4 separate regions of the Sus scrofa genome follow, and all the other regions are linked to region 4. Evidence: chromatin contacts called from public HiChIP or PLAC-seq and promoter capture Hi-C data. All regions are on one chromosome and are shown on one strand. Each heading gives the region's core, a stretch centred on a gene start, on an enhancer-like site or on the middle of the called end of the contact. The rest is flanking DNA. Distances are from core to core; before and after follow the strand shown.

What was found. Promoter capture Hi-C pulls out the DNA fragments that hold promoters and counts their contacts. HiChIP or PLAC-seq counts read pairs in DNA pulled down with a chosen protein or histone mark.
Region 1: a contact with region 4 is called in an H3K27ac HiChIP or PLAC-seq map of alveolar macrophages. The contact joins the promoter of HILPDA here to the promoter of TNPO3 in region 4. A contact is called at or near these places in 1 of 47 Hi-C or Micro-C datasets (heart right ventricle) and 2 of 2 datasets of contacts at active chromatin or transcription factors (alveolar macrophages and skeletal muscle).
Region 2: a contact with region 4 is called in a promoter capture Hi-C map of liver, with 2.5 times the contacts expected there. The contact joins the promoter of RBM28 here to the promoter of TNPO3 in region 4. A contact is called at or near these places in 1 of 5 promoter capture datasets (liver) and 4 of 47 Hi-C or Micro-C datasets (embryonic fibroblasts, heart right ventricle, mesenteric adipose tissue and 1 more).
Region 3: a contact with region 4 is called in an H3K27ac HiChIP or PLAC-seq map of alveolar macrophages. The contact joins the promoter of CALU here to the promoter of TNPO3 in region 4. A contact is called at or near these places in 1 of 5 promoter capture datasets (fetal skeletal muscle), 2 of 47 Hi-C or Micro-C datasets (liver and skeletal muscle) and 1 of 2 datasets of contacts at active chromatin or transcription factors (alveolar macrophages).

The regions. Positions count from the first base shown.
Region 1 is chr18:19,945,666-19,948,606 of Sscrofa11.1, forward strand. HILPDA (hypoxia inducible lipid droplet associated) reads right to left here and starts at 1,415. Exons shown (of 2, transcript NM_001348757.1): 1 at 1,283-1,415; 2 at 1-203. The coding sequence starts at 135.
Region 2 is chr18:20,032,969-20,035,917 of Sscrofa11.1, forward strand. It overlaps RBM28 (RNA-binding protein 28), which reads left to right and starts at 1,337. Exons shown (of 19, transcript XM_021078708.1): 1 at 1,337-1,590. The coding sequence starts at 1,473.
Region 3 is chr18:19,873,960-19,877,086 of Sscrofa11.1, forward strand. It overlaps CALU (calumenin), which reads right to left and starts at 1,845. Exons shown (of 7, transcript XM_003484023.4): 1 at 1,725-1,845.
Region 4 is chr18:19,570,940-19,573,880 of Sscrofa11.1, forward strand. TNPO3 (transportin-3) reads left to right here and starts at 1,616. Exons shown (of 23, transcript XM_013990808.2): 1 at 1,616-2,320. The coding sequence starts at 2,201.

The sequences.
Region 1 (2,941 bases), core at 165-2,664, 370 kb after region 4:
TTGACCTCTGGTGGTCCAGAAGCTCCCAGGTGATGGGCTCTCCAGTAAGCCCCCCAGGGTCTCCATCAGTCTAACGAAAACTGAGAGCAGGGTCAGGACCACACCTAAGAGATAGAGTTGCAACACCTGCTTCATGGCTGAAAGGATCCCACTCGTTTGTAGAGCAGCAGAGTTGCCTTCTGCTTCTAGAAGGCCTCTGGGTCCTGAGGAAAAAGAGCGAAGTTAATCTTCATCCTTTGGAGACAAGCATGCCTCCAGCTCTACCCTTCCATCTTCCTATGAAGCTAAGAAGAGCTCAGCCAGCCAGGGAGACAGGGACCATAGCAGAATCTCCAAGTATATTTACACTGTAAACTCCATGGCTGAAAAACTAGTTCTAGCTTTCCGGACTAATTCAAGAGCACCGGGATACTTTTCCTTCTGCCAGGTATGCACCATCCCTGTGCCACAGTCCAGGGACCCAAAACTTTCCTGAAATAAAAAAACCAAGTTCTGTCTCTGTGTTGGGGGGATGTGGGGGACGGGACGGGATATAAGAACATGCCCTTGAGAAAGCAAATTAGTCTCCCTCACATCTCAGGCAGGTTCCGGCTAATCATAAACTTTATGGGAGTTCCCGACGTGGCTCAGTGCTTAACAAATCCGACTAGGAACCATGAGGTCGAGGGTTCGATCCCTGGCCTCGCTCAGTGGGTTAAGAATCCGGCGTTGCGGTGAGCTGTGATGTACGTTGCAGATGCGGCTGGGATCTGGCGTTGCTGTGGCTGTGGTGCAGGCCAGCAGCAACAGCTCCAATTTGACCCACAGGAGCGGCCTTAGAAAAGGCACAAAACAAAACAAAACCAAAAAAACCCATAAACTTCCTGAAAGTCAACATAATTCGAAGGGAGTCAAATCTATCGAGTTCACTTAAATAACAAGTACACACTGAAATCCCCTCAGTGTGTCAGGCACCCTGAAAGGTACCGGAACCACCTGAGGTCCTGTAGCAGAACCCGCCCCGCGCGTGCCTTACAGTCTAAGGCCACAGACAAGAAAATAGGCACTTACTACAAACAAGACGCCAAGAGCCATGCCAGGAAGACGCTAGGCGTGCTCTGCGAGGGCAAGGCAGGGCCTGGAGCCTAACTCCAAGCTGGCGAGCATGGGGTGGGCACGTGGATTCTAGTTAGGGCCACCCCTGGAGAAAGCAGGACTGGGCGGCTGAGTGGGGACCCGGGTGGGGCGGGGCGCGCCAGGGGCAGGGGGGTGGGGAGTCGTGGAAACCCGTAGGGCCGCTCACCTCCAGGAAGGGATGAGGGTCCGCCAAGAGCACCGCGAGACAGTACGCGTCTCCGGAAACAAAACGGCAGCCCGCGGCTAAGCGTGGAGCTAGGCCCACGCCGACCACTTATAGCCGCGGCCGCGCCGAGCCCGCGCACGCGCACTGGAGCCCTGACGCAAGCCCGCGGCCCCGCCCCTAGGCGGGGGCGGTCTGGGATCTCGCGCGGTGGGCTGCGCTCGCGGCCATCGCTGGTTCAGAAACAGACGCCGCCGGCTTCTGAGTCATTAGGGTCAGCAATGGGCCTAGGCGTTGTCTGTTAACTTCCTCTGCCTTTTCTTGCTGTGGGAAGCTTCTAAAGGAATCGGAAGGCGCATTTCCTGCCCCAAATTAAGTCGGTGGAAAACACACTGGAGATGCCCCAATCCAAGGGTGGTGGGGGATGGGTTCTTCGCCAGCAATTTCAACAAAGCACACATTGTAAGAGGGCCTCAGACCCCCCACTCCATCCCCTACTCCCAGTTTTCTTCATTCCCGGGACTGAAAAGCTGACTTTGTTCCACTTCCTTGAGGTACCAGGATTCCAGATGCCACTTCTCACCCTGCATTCCAAAGCCTGAGGTTAATTTGCCATTGCTGTCTGAAATGGTGAGGGCTTCTTACATCATAACTCCTGCTTTCTAAGAGAATGTATCACACTAGGAAAATGTGAAATACTCATTTGGCCCTGGTACCTGGGCCTCAGTGCCTGCCGACGAGTCCCTTTGGGTCTCGGTGTCCTCATATAAAACGTGGCGATGATTTTTAAGGGTGCTTAGAAATTGAACCAAAGAGCTAGAGGGTCACAGACCAGCCTCACCCATCCCCACCCCCGCAAACCAAAGAAATGTTCAGTCGTGAGAGCGCCCAGGGACGAATCTCGGAAATAGAGTGCTGGGATCTGGGAGGCCCCTGGGGAACGAGGGCGGGGGGGGGGGTGCGTAGTGGAAGGAAGGCGGTCGGTGGTTTCACTGCCTTCCTCCTGGGGAGGAGCGGAGAGAACGAAAGCTCGAGGGGGCTGGTGACTCTAGCAGGGTCCCCTGAGCTCTAGGACTGTCGGTTCTGCATGCCTGGACTGAACGAACAAGAATCCGGGAGCTCCCTTCGCTCGGCCGGCTTTGTGGACAAGGGATTGGGAGACAAGGGAGGAGCGAATCCCAGCTGCGACCTTTCACCTACTTTGCGGGTACTCCGCTGTCAGAGGAGGAGCTGCCGGGAAGGCGGGGAAGGGAGAAAGTTGGAGACGGAGACGTGCTGGCAGGCAGGCAATTTGAAATGAGCGCTTCTACTCAGCCTGCAGGAATTTTTGGTCTTTTATTACACTAGAGTTTCATCTGTTTTTGTGCTGGACTCAGGGACTCGTCTCTCGCACGGTTCCTGGGACAGGCTCCAGCTCTGATGTCACACTGCCAGGCGTCCTCCAACCTCTTGCTAGTGGGGGGCCTTGGGCGAATCCTTTAAGCTTTAGGTACTTCAGTTTCTTCAGCTGTTATATGGGATAATGACAGTCGTCACCTGGAAATTAAAGGAGTTAATCCACATAAAGCACTGAGAATAGTGCCTGGCTCCGAAAACATTTGGTTAAGTGTTAACATTATCTGTATCATCCACTGCAAAATTCCCAATGATGGGCTTTGGTCA
Region 2 (2,949 bases), core at 87-2,586, 460 kb after region 4:
GTTATGTGTTTAAAGATAACTGTGCTTTCCAAGTATTATGTTTTAAGCATGTAATACTTGGAGCTAGGGTTTCATATATCTGATGTTTACCATTCTCCCTTCCCCCTGTCACTATTAACCAGTCATCCATCTATCCAAAATATATTGAAAGTAGATGGGGTTTGGGAGTTCCCTGGTGGCTTAGTGGTTAAGGATCTGGTATTGTCAGTGCTGTGGCTTGGGTCAGTGCTCTGGCATGGGTTTGATCCCTGGCCCAGGAACTCTGTATGCTGTGTCTGTGGCAAAAAAAAAAAAAAAAAAAAAAAAAGCGATTAGATTTGAGGAGAAAGGGAAACACTTTCCACTGTATCTTTTGTACATTCAAAATTTTCTACCTAGGATGTGCTCAGGTTATACTGTTTAAAAAAATGCACTGGGTACTTTTGTTCTGTGCAAATATTCTGCAGAGTGCTGCAGTTTCGCACACACAGGTCAGTGCCTGGACCAGTGGGATGGCACACACTGTGTGTGCCAGGATCCAGAGCACTCAGACCTCCTGGTCAGTGAGATTCCTCAGCCTTGGGCCTGTCTGATAAGCTCACCTGAGGAAAGATTTCCTATCTCTGGGAGGATCTGTGTTCTAGGTCTGTGTGTATAAGCTGGATGTCTAGTTTGTTCTGGGTGCATTCTCATGTGACCTTGCATGGTTCGGGCTATTATTTATTTGTAAAATTTTTTTGGGGGGGGATTAATGTCTGTCTACCCCTACTACACTGTATTCTCCATAAGACCAAGAGCCCTGTCTTTTTTTAGCTCACCAGTTTTATCCCTAGTGCTTGGCATATAGTAGGAGCTAAGTAACTTTTTTTGAAAGAATGATCGTGTATGATCTGTGCCTGTATATACTTTAGTAACTATAATTTGTCTGTGACTTGTTAAAGGCATGGTTAGAGTTATCTGCTATAGTGTGACAGATGTCTCATAGTCTCTGAGAACGTGAGAAGTGTCAGAATGAAGTATGTGACATACTTGTGTTTATATTGTGTGTTTTATGCATGTAATCTGGGAGTCTGTGGTGGCACTTCAAAAAAAATTTATTAAACATCTATTATATGTTATATCCTGGGTTAAGCCCAGAGCAAAAATAACTTCTCTTGCCTGCCTGGCTGAGTTTGGTATAGATCTCCAGAAGGTGAGATTTTAAGCAGGGTAGAAACTAGCGACGCCAAATTTCCCTACAGAGACAGGGGGCGGTACTTGGACCAGGGGTGGAGCCCCACTCGAGGAGCTCCGCCCCTGGGCGGTACGATTTTTTTCCTTCCGGGCTGTTTTTTTCCCCTTCCACCCTGTTTTCCTCCGGACGCTTTTGAGCGACGAGCACTTCCGGGGTTTCCCGGCAACTTGGCGTGGTCGGCTCACCAAAGTCAGTTCCTGGACTCACGTGCGTCAACTAGGTTTGCTTGAGGCCCTGCCCGTCTCCGTTTCTCTGCCTCATGGCGGGGCTGACCCTGTTTGTGGGCCGCCTCCCACCCTCGGCCCGAAGCGAGCAGCTAGAGGAGCTGTTCAGTCAGGTGGGGCCGGTGAAGCAGTGCTTCGTGGTGACTGAGAAAGGTAGGGGGCGGGGCGATCGGGGACAGGGTTGGGGTTCCTGGGAGCCGGATGGGGGCGAGAACACCCTCCCAAACTTCATAATACTTTATTCTCCCCTCAGTGAAAGGACTTGGAGGTTAAATTTCTTTTCCAAACTGACTCTGCTCTGGATGAATCCATAGAGACCGTTTCTGAAACTCCAGTCAGTCCCTTGAGTTTGTGTACCTCTTTCCTTTATTATGTGCGCTCACATATAAGATTCTGTTTCATAGTAAACATAAGTAATTTTTAATCAAACATCAGTAAAACTTATTGAGAATCGATTGATTGCCAGGTGCCGTGCGTTCCATCAATCTAATTGGGTGGGACCTTAACCCTGTTACACAGGAGAGGAATCTAGGGCTTCGGAGAATTTAGGAACGTTAGCTTCAGTTTGTAGAGCTAGCAAGTAGCAGATTCAGAATTTGATCACCAGACTCAGAGCTCTTAACCAATATGTTATTCATACACCCGGCTATTTATTTCCTCAGTATTTATTGAATGCTTGCTCTGTCACTGGCACTATTGTAGGGCCTGGGAATACAGCAGTGCACAGACCCAATCCAGAAATCTGGCTCTTGTCTTCAAGATGGGGAAGACAGCCAATAAATAAGCAAAACATATAGTGATAATGGTGATAAACGTTGAGGAGAAAAATAATGAAAAATAAAAATAATTTTAAAATAAGAAAATTAGGGAGTGAGTGTCTGAATGTATGTGTGGTGTTGGTGGGGAAACTGTAGAGAGAGGGGTCGGGGAGTCCCCAGGGAAGGCCTTAGGGATTTGAGAGGGTGAACACTTATTTCTCAGCCAGAGGAGCAGCCTAGCGCAAGGATACTGAAGAGGAGTGTGAATAGTATATTGGAGGCACAGCGAGGAGACCTGGGTGACTGGAGTACAGTGAGTGAAAGAAGAGAATTACCAGATGAGATCTTGGACTTTGGCTTTGGCTCTGAGATAGGAAACTACTGGTTTTGAGCATGGAGCAGTAAACATCATCTGACTTCCCATTTTGGAAGATTCTCTCAGGCTGCTGTGTTGAGACTTGGACAGAAGCAGGGAGACCAGTTAGGCTCATGTGGTGATCATGGTGTTGGACCAGATGTTGTAGCATTGAAGGTGGTAAAAAAGTGATTAGAATATGGATGTTTTTGAAAGTAGAGGAGTCTCTTTCGTGGCTCAGCAGAAGCGAATCTGACTAGTATCCACGAGGATGCAGCTTCAATCCTGGCCTTGCTCAGTGGGTTAAGGATCTGGCGTTGCCATGACCTGTGGTGCAGATGTGGCTCGAATCTGGCATTGCTGTGGCTGTGGCATAGGCCAGCGGCTACAGCTCTGATT
Region 3 (3,127 bases), core at 595-3,094, 300 kb after region 4:
CCCAACCCCCAATTCCTCTTACCGGATCTAGCCATCAGTCAGCAATAAGAAAAATGTTACTTCAGCTGTTTTAACTCTAATACATAAGTTACAACATCGACAATATCCTTCTTTAAGAGATCCTCTTTAACTATCTATGAGAGAGAGGATCTAGGACCTTATAGCCTAGTGAGCATCTCCAATGGGCTATCCCTGGGTACACCTCTGTGCTTCCAATACCCCTGGCACAAACGTGTGTGCCATGCACACAGAAAATGTGTGTTAAAATCAACTGATCCCCAGGACTGGTGCGATGTATATAAAATGCCATAAGTATCTTTTGACACTGGATGAATAAAAAGCAAATGATTATATTAACAGTGATGATTAGGAGTTGATTTCAAAGCTGTATCTGAGTACTATCCACTCAAGCATACTCAATTCTTCTTTGCTCATGTTTCTTCTAGTTGTGATTCTCAAAAGAATCCTATTGGAGATCTTTGAATCACTGTAAATCTCAAGATTAGGCCTAGGCAAACTCATCCTCTCCCCACACAAATAAAATTTACAGGTTTCCTCTGGACCCTCATTTGTACTATATCATATAAATTCTTCACTGACGACCATCGTTTGGTACTTGGTTAACTAAATTTACTCAATGAGGTCAAACATGCATTTGTCTTGTATCAAGTTCCATTCTACAGCAAAAAGTAATTTATCAAAAAATCCCACCATTCCCTACCTCTTAGCTACACAAAAAGAAGCAACCTTATTCCTGATTCATTAACGTTGACTTTATGGTTCAGGCCAGAAAATAAATGCAATTGAATTCCCAAAGACACTATTCTGGGACTTTCTTTATACACTTAGGACTTCAGACTAAAGGCCCTAAAGTTTTAGCAGGAGAGCCAGGGAGCTTTTCGCCTTGATGGAAAAGCAGTGTTTGGAGCTGCAAATCACACAACTCCTAATCAGGGCAGCTGTAGGGAATTTAAGTTTATTTATAAACACAGCATGCCAAAAACCAGATCTAGGGTCTGGGGTTAGAAGCAACAAAACAAAGTAAAAATACAATTCCTTAATGAAACTTTTAAATATTTCTGTCGCTGACTGAAGCATGTAGCCAAACCTGAAAGCTTGAAATATTCATCTTTTCTTTAAAACTGTAGAGGTTTAAGAAAAAAAAAAAATCAAGAAGTGTCTTCATGCTTTCTTTCCCCCCTGTTTCTACACCCTCAAAGTCCGCGAACATTCTTGGCAGATGCACGGTCCTCTCGGGATGTGGCCTTGGGGCGGGGCTGGCGGACACAAGCAGACCAGTGCGTGGGAAGCGGCAGGGAGGTGTAACAAAAACGCTATGTGACTGCTCTCCGACCTTCAGGAGGCAAACAAAAATGACCCTTTAGGACGAGGAACTCAGTGACAAGCGGGGCGCAGGGCCAGCGGACGGGGCAAGTAAAGCACAAAACTGTGCCCCACAGGACGCAAAGCCAGGAGCCGTCGTTCATCAAAGACCCAGGCCCCTTCCCAGAGGAAGCGGTAAGGCGAGCGGCGGCCTCCGACATAGACTGCGCGCCGAGGGCCGGGCAGTGGCCAGCAGGCTTAGGCCCCGAAATCCTGAGCTGGCAGAAACAGGGGCCCTGAGCCAAAGAGGCCCTGCCGCGCCGGGAGCGAGATCCAGAGCACAAAAAGAAAGCGAAAAAAGAGGAGTCAGCGGCCGAGGGGCAGTGCACTGCGGTACTTACCTCTAGTCCTAGCGCCCACAGCCCGGGATGCCGCAGCCACCGCTCACCCACCGGCTCAGCTCTACCGCGCAAGCACCGCCCAACCGGAAGCGGCTCCTCGCCCCGCCCCTAGCCTCCTCGCCGGCAGCCTCCGGACCAATCACCGACAAACTCGCCACTGACGCACAGCTCCCCCGGACAGCCATTGGTCCCACGGTCACGTAGTCGGGATTGGCTGCAAAGCGCCACGTCCTCGCGAGCGCGCCGAGTTGCGTGGACAGGATTCCCGCCCAACTCTTTTCCCAGCCCTGCGGGGTTGGCGGGATCTTGGCCAGTTACTACCGGTGGCGTGTGGGCGCGGCTGTCTGGCCGCCACGTCCCGATTCGCAGCGCGTGACTCGGCCTCCATAGGCCTTCTTAGATTACCCTACTAATTATCTTCGTGACCACGAGAACCTGTGGCCGAATTAATCCGACTCTATCAGTTGCCAACTATATTAAACAATCCCAACCTCTCCTTTCCCTTCAGCGTTATTGCCCAGATGGGGTACCCTACTGGAGGCTCTTCAGGGTCGACTCCACTTGGGTCTCCCACCACTCCCTCTCACATTTCTTGCGCTCTGGCCACCATCATCATCTCGGTGTTTCCTAACATCGCTAGTCAACAGACCTTCCCACACAAATACAATTTACAGGAGTGAGGGCGTTTTCCAGATTTTCTGCCTTGTGAATGGACAGTGGAAGTCCCAGTACACAGAAATCCGGGTTCAGATGTTAGCTCTAGAAGCCTTTCCCGACTCCACTAGACAAAGTAATTCCTCTCTTATTTACCCTCATTAGCACTTTGCATCTTCAGTATGCTTGGACAGATTTTGCTGTCAACCGCTGCTTATAACATTTGTCCTTCCCAGACTAAGCTCCAGGGTAGAGATCTGCCTGTATTCATCTTCGTCTACAGGTCTGAGGCTTACTGCCTAGTTCAAAGTAAATGCTTAATAATGTTAAGTGAACTGGAGTTCCCGTCGTGGTGCAGTGGTTAAGGAATCCGACTAGGAACCATGAGCTTGTGGGTTCCATCCCTGGCCTTGCTCAGTGGGTTAAGGATCAGGCGTTGCCGTGACCTGTGGTGTAGGTTGCAGACGCGCTCCGATCCCGAGTTGCTGCGGCCCTGGAGCTGGTGGCTACAGCTCCGATTGGACCCCTAGCCTGGGAACCTTCATATACCACGGGAGCGGCCCAAGAAATGTTGCCAAAAAAATAATAATAGCAATAATGTTAAGTGACCTGAGTGGGTGGAAACCATTGCATGTCCCTGATTTAAGAGGAACACAAGAAATTATTAACGTATTCATTTTTCAAGTCATGAAATTAAAATTAAATGAGGGCTACAATGTTTGCAGCCTACTATGTTCTTAGCACCTAAA
Region 4 (2,941 bases), core at 366-2,865:
CAGTGATGACACTGGATCCCTAACTTGCTGCGCCACCAGGGAACTCCAAGTTGATTTCTTTATGTAGTGCCAACACTCGTTATTATCTGACTTTTTTTTTTTCTTAAGGGCTGCACTTTCAGCATACAGGAGTTGAGTGGGAGCTGCAGTTGCCTGCCTACACCACAGCCACAGCAACTCAGGATCTGAGCTGCGTCTGAAACCTACACCACAGTTCTTGGCAACACTGGATCCTTAACCCACTGAGTGAGGCCAAGGCTCAAACCCACATCCTCATGGATACTAGTCGGGTTCATTACTGCTGAGCCACAAAGGGAACTCCTAAATTTTTATTTATTTTTTTGACTGGTGTGTATCAGCTTGATGTGGGGTTTCAGTTCCCAGACCAGGAATCTGGGCCGCAGCAGTGAAAGTGCTGAGTCCTAACCACTAGATCATCAGGGAACTCCCTTCACAGACCTTTTAAACTGTAGAGAGTTTATTACCTTCTTTGTAATTAGAATGTAAACTCCATGAGGGCATAGATCAAAGTGGTCTTAACTAAATCTTTTTTTTTAAGGAATGAAGTAGGTAACCAAAATATCAAGTATCTTTCCTTTTGTCAGAAATTGTATCAACAACACTGTTTTCATTGTGATGTTGGTAGTTAAAATACCTTGACAATAACAACTGAGCACAAACTAATTACACAGGATGATAGGAATTGTACAATTTAATTGGCTTTGGAGTAAAACTGATTTGGATTCAAATCTTAATTTCCATTTAAGAAATGTGTAACCGTGGGCAAATTAATTGCCTATTTCTTAAAATGGGGATTTGGTTGGAAAATTGTTAAAAGGATTAAATGAGACCTTATAACTAAAGAGCTTTGCACATTGTACGCATTCATCAAATGGTAGCAGGTATTTATTACCGCAAAGGAGAAATAGCAATGTTGGGAAACTTTCTCCATAGAACAGATTCCAAGATTTCTATTTTCTTTTGTAAACTGAGACTTGTTAGACCATTAATGTTTGATGCAGAAAGGCATAAACAAAAACAATTCATTGTGTTTCTGCAAATACTCTGGAGTTCAGAGTGTCCTGGGCAATAGAATGAAACACCCTTTTGGGTGTAAAAGTTTAGCGGAAAAGGGATTCTAAGCTTTTTAAAATTTGTCTTTTAGGGCCACACATCAGGCATCTGGAGATTCCCAGGCTAGGGGTCCAAATGGAGCTATGGCTGTTGGCGTCAGCCACAGCCACAGCCACGCTGGATCCGAGCAGCGTCTGCAACCTTCACCATAGCTTACGTCAACGATGGATCCTTAACCCACTGAGCGAGTTCAGGGATGGAACCCACAACCTCAAGGTTGGTAGTCGGATTCATTTCCGTTGCGCCACAATGGGAACTCCAGGGATTCCGGGTATTTTGGATTTATTTCAACGTGGTAGTCATTTCAGGTTTGTACAAATTATTTGATTACGTGTCTGTCTCCTCCATTAGAGTCAGCATACAAATCCTGTCTTAAATCGTCTTCTGATTTCCATTACAGTGGCCACGCCACAGATGGCTGAATTGACGTGAGGGTCAGAAAAAATTCTCTGGAGAGAGATGAAGTCGGAAGGTGAAGGAAGGACCTGGATCCACTGCCAAGGAGAGGAGAGCTGCATACGTATGGGAACCACAACAGTCCCAAAGCTACAGTCGGAGTCCAGAATCGCAGAAAACCACCTCGAACCGCTCCTTCTCGGCCCCAATGTAGCCACTTCCGGGAGGGGGCGGGGAGACAAGAGGAGGCGTGCCGGGAAAGAGGCCGTTTGAGCTACACCAGGCGGAAGTGTGCCAAAGGTATCCGGGCTGCAACTTCCGGTCCGGGTTAAGGCGGGTGAGGCACGCTGCGTGGTCAGTGTCGTGCGGGGACAGCTTTCCGAGGGCAAGTCTGCGGGTCGAGAGGCGTACACCGGCGTCTAGGCTTAAAAATTTTGAGTCTAGTGGGAGGAGCGGAAAAAAGACTAGGAACTTGAATACGATCTAACCTCTGTTTCCGAGGGGGCAACTTCCACGGGGAACCCCTCTGCCCTGGTAACGGCCAAAGAGGAGATGGCGCCAGTCAGGGAGCGGCAGTGGCCGACACTGTGAGGAAGCGCGAAGGCGGAGTAACCGGAGAAGCCTCGGGAGAAGCGCCAGAGCCCTCGCCGCCGCTACCACCGCTACCACCATGGAAGGGACAAAACCGACACTGCAGCTCGTGTACCAGGCAGTGCAGGCGCTCTACCACGACCCAGATCCCAGCGGAAAGGAGCGCGCCTCCTTTTGGCTTGGGGAGCTGCAGCGTTCGGTGAGGGGCCGAGAGAGGCCGTTCTGCGCCGCGGGGCAAGGGCGGGGTGGGACCGAGGCCGGAGCCGGAGCCCGAGCCCGAGCCGGAGCCTGGCGGTTGGCCTCGTGAGGTCCTCCTCGGGGAGGAGCTGCTGCCACGGGGTGGGGCGGCGAAGCTTCATCTACGCCGCTTTTCGGAAACTAGTCGCAGCTGGTCGGTCGCGAAGTGGCCCTTTCCCCACCCCGTAGAATCTGATTTGTAGGTCCTATGCTTCTTTCTCGTGGCTTTGATCTAGTCCTCTTAAGTTTTACCCTTGCTACTACTTGCTTCTTAAGCCTTGCTTTTCCGTTTGTTTGTCTTAAATCAAATCCAATCCCATCTTTCTCCGTCTTTCTCTTAAAGGATGCTTTATCTGTCTCTCCCATTTGTTACGTCCGGCAATTCCTTCCCAGGCGTAGCCTTACACCTCATTGATCCTTGCTGCTTTTCACTCTAGTTTGAGTACAATATTCTCGAAACTTCTCAGGTTTCCAGATCCTTGTACACGTGAGTTTTCCCCGCGTTTTGAAGTGCAACATAATGTTAAGGAAAAAGAAAACGTTAATTCTGGTTTCAGAAAATCTTTGCATTTCTACTTTTGCT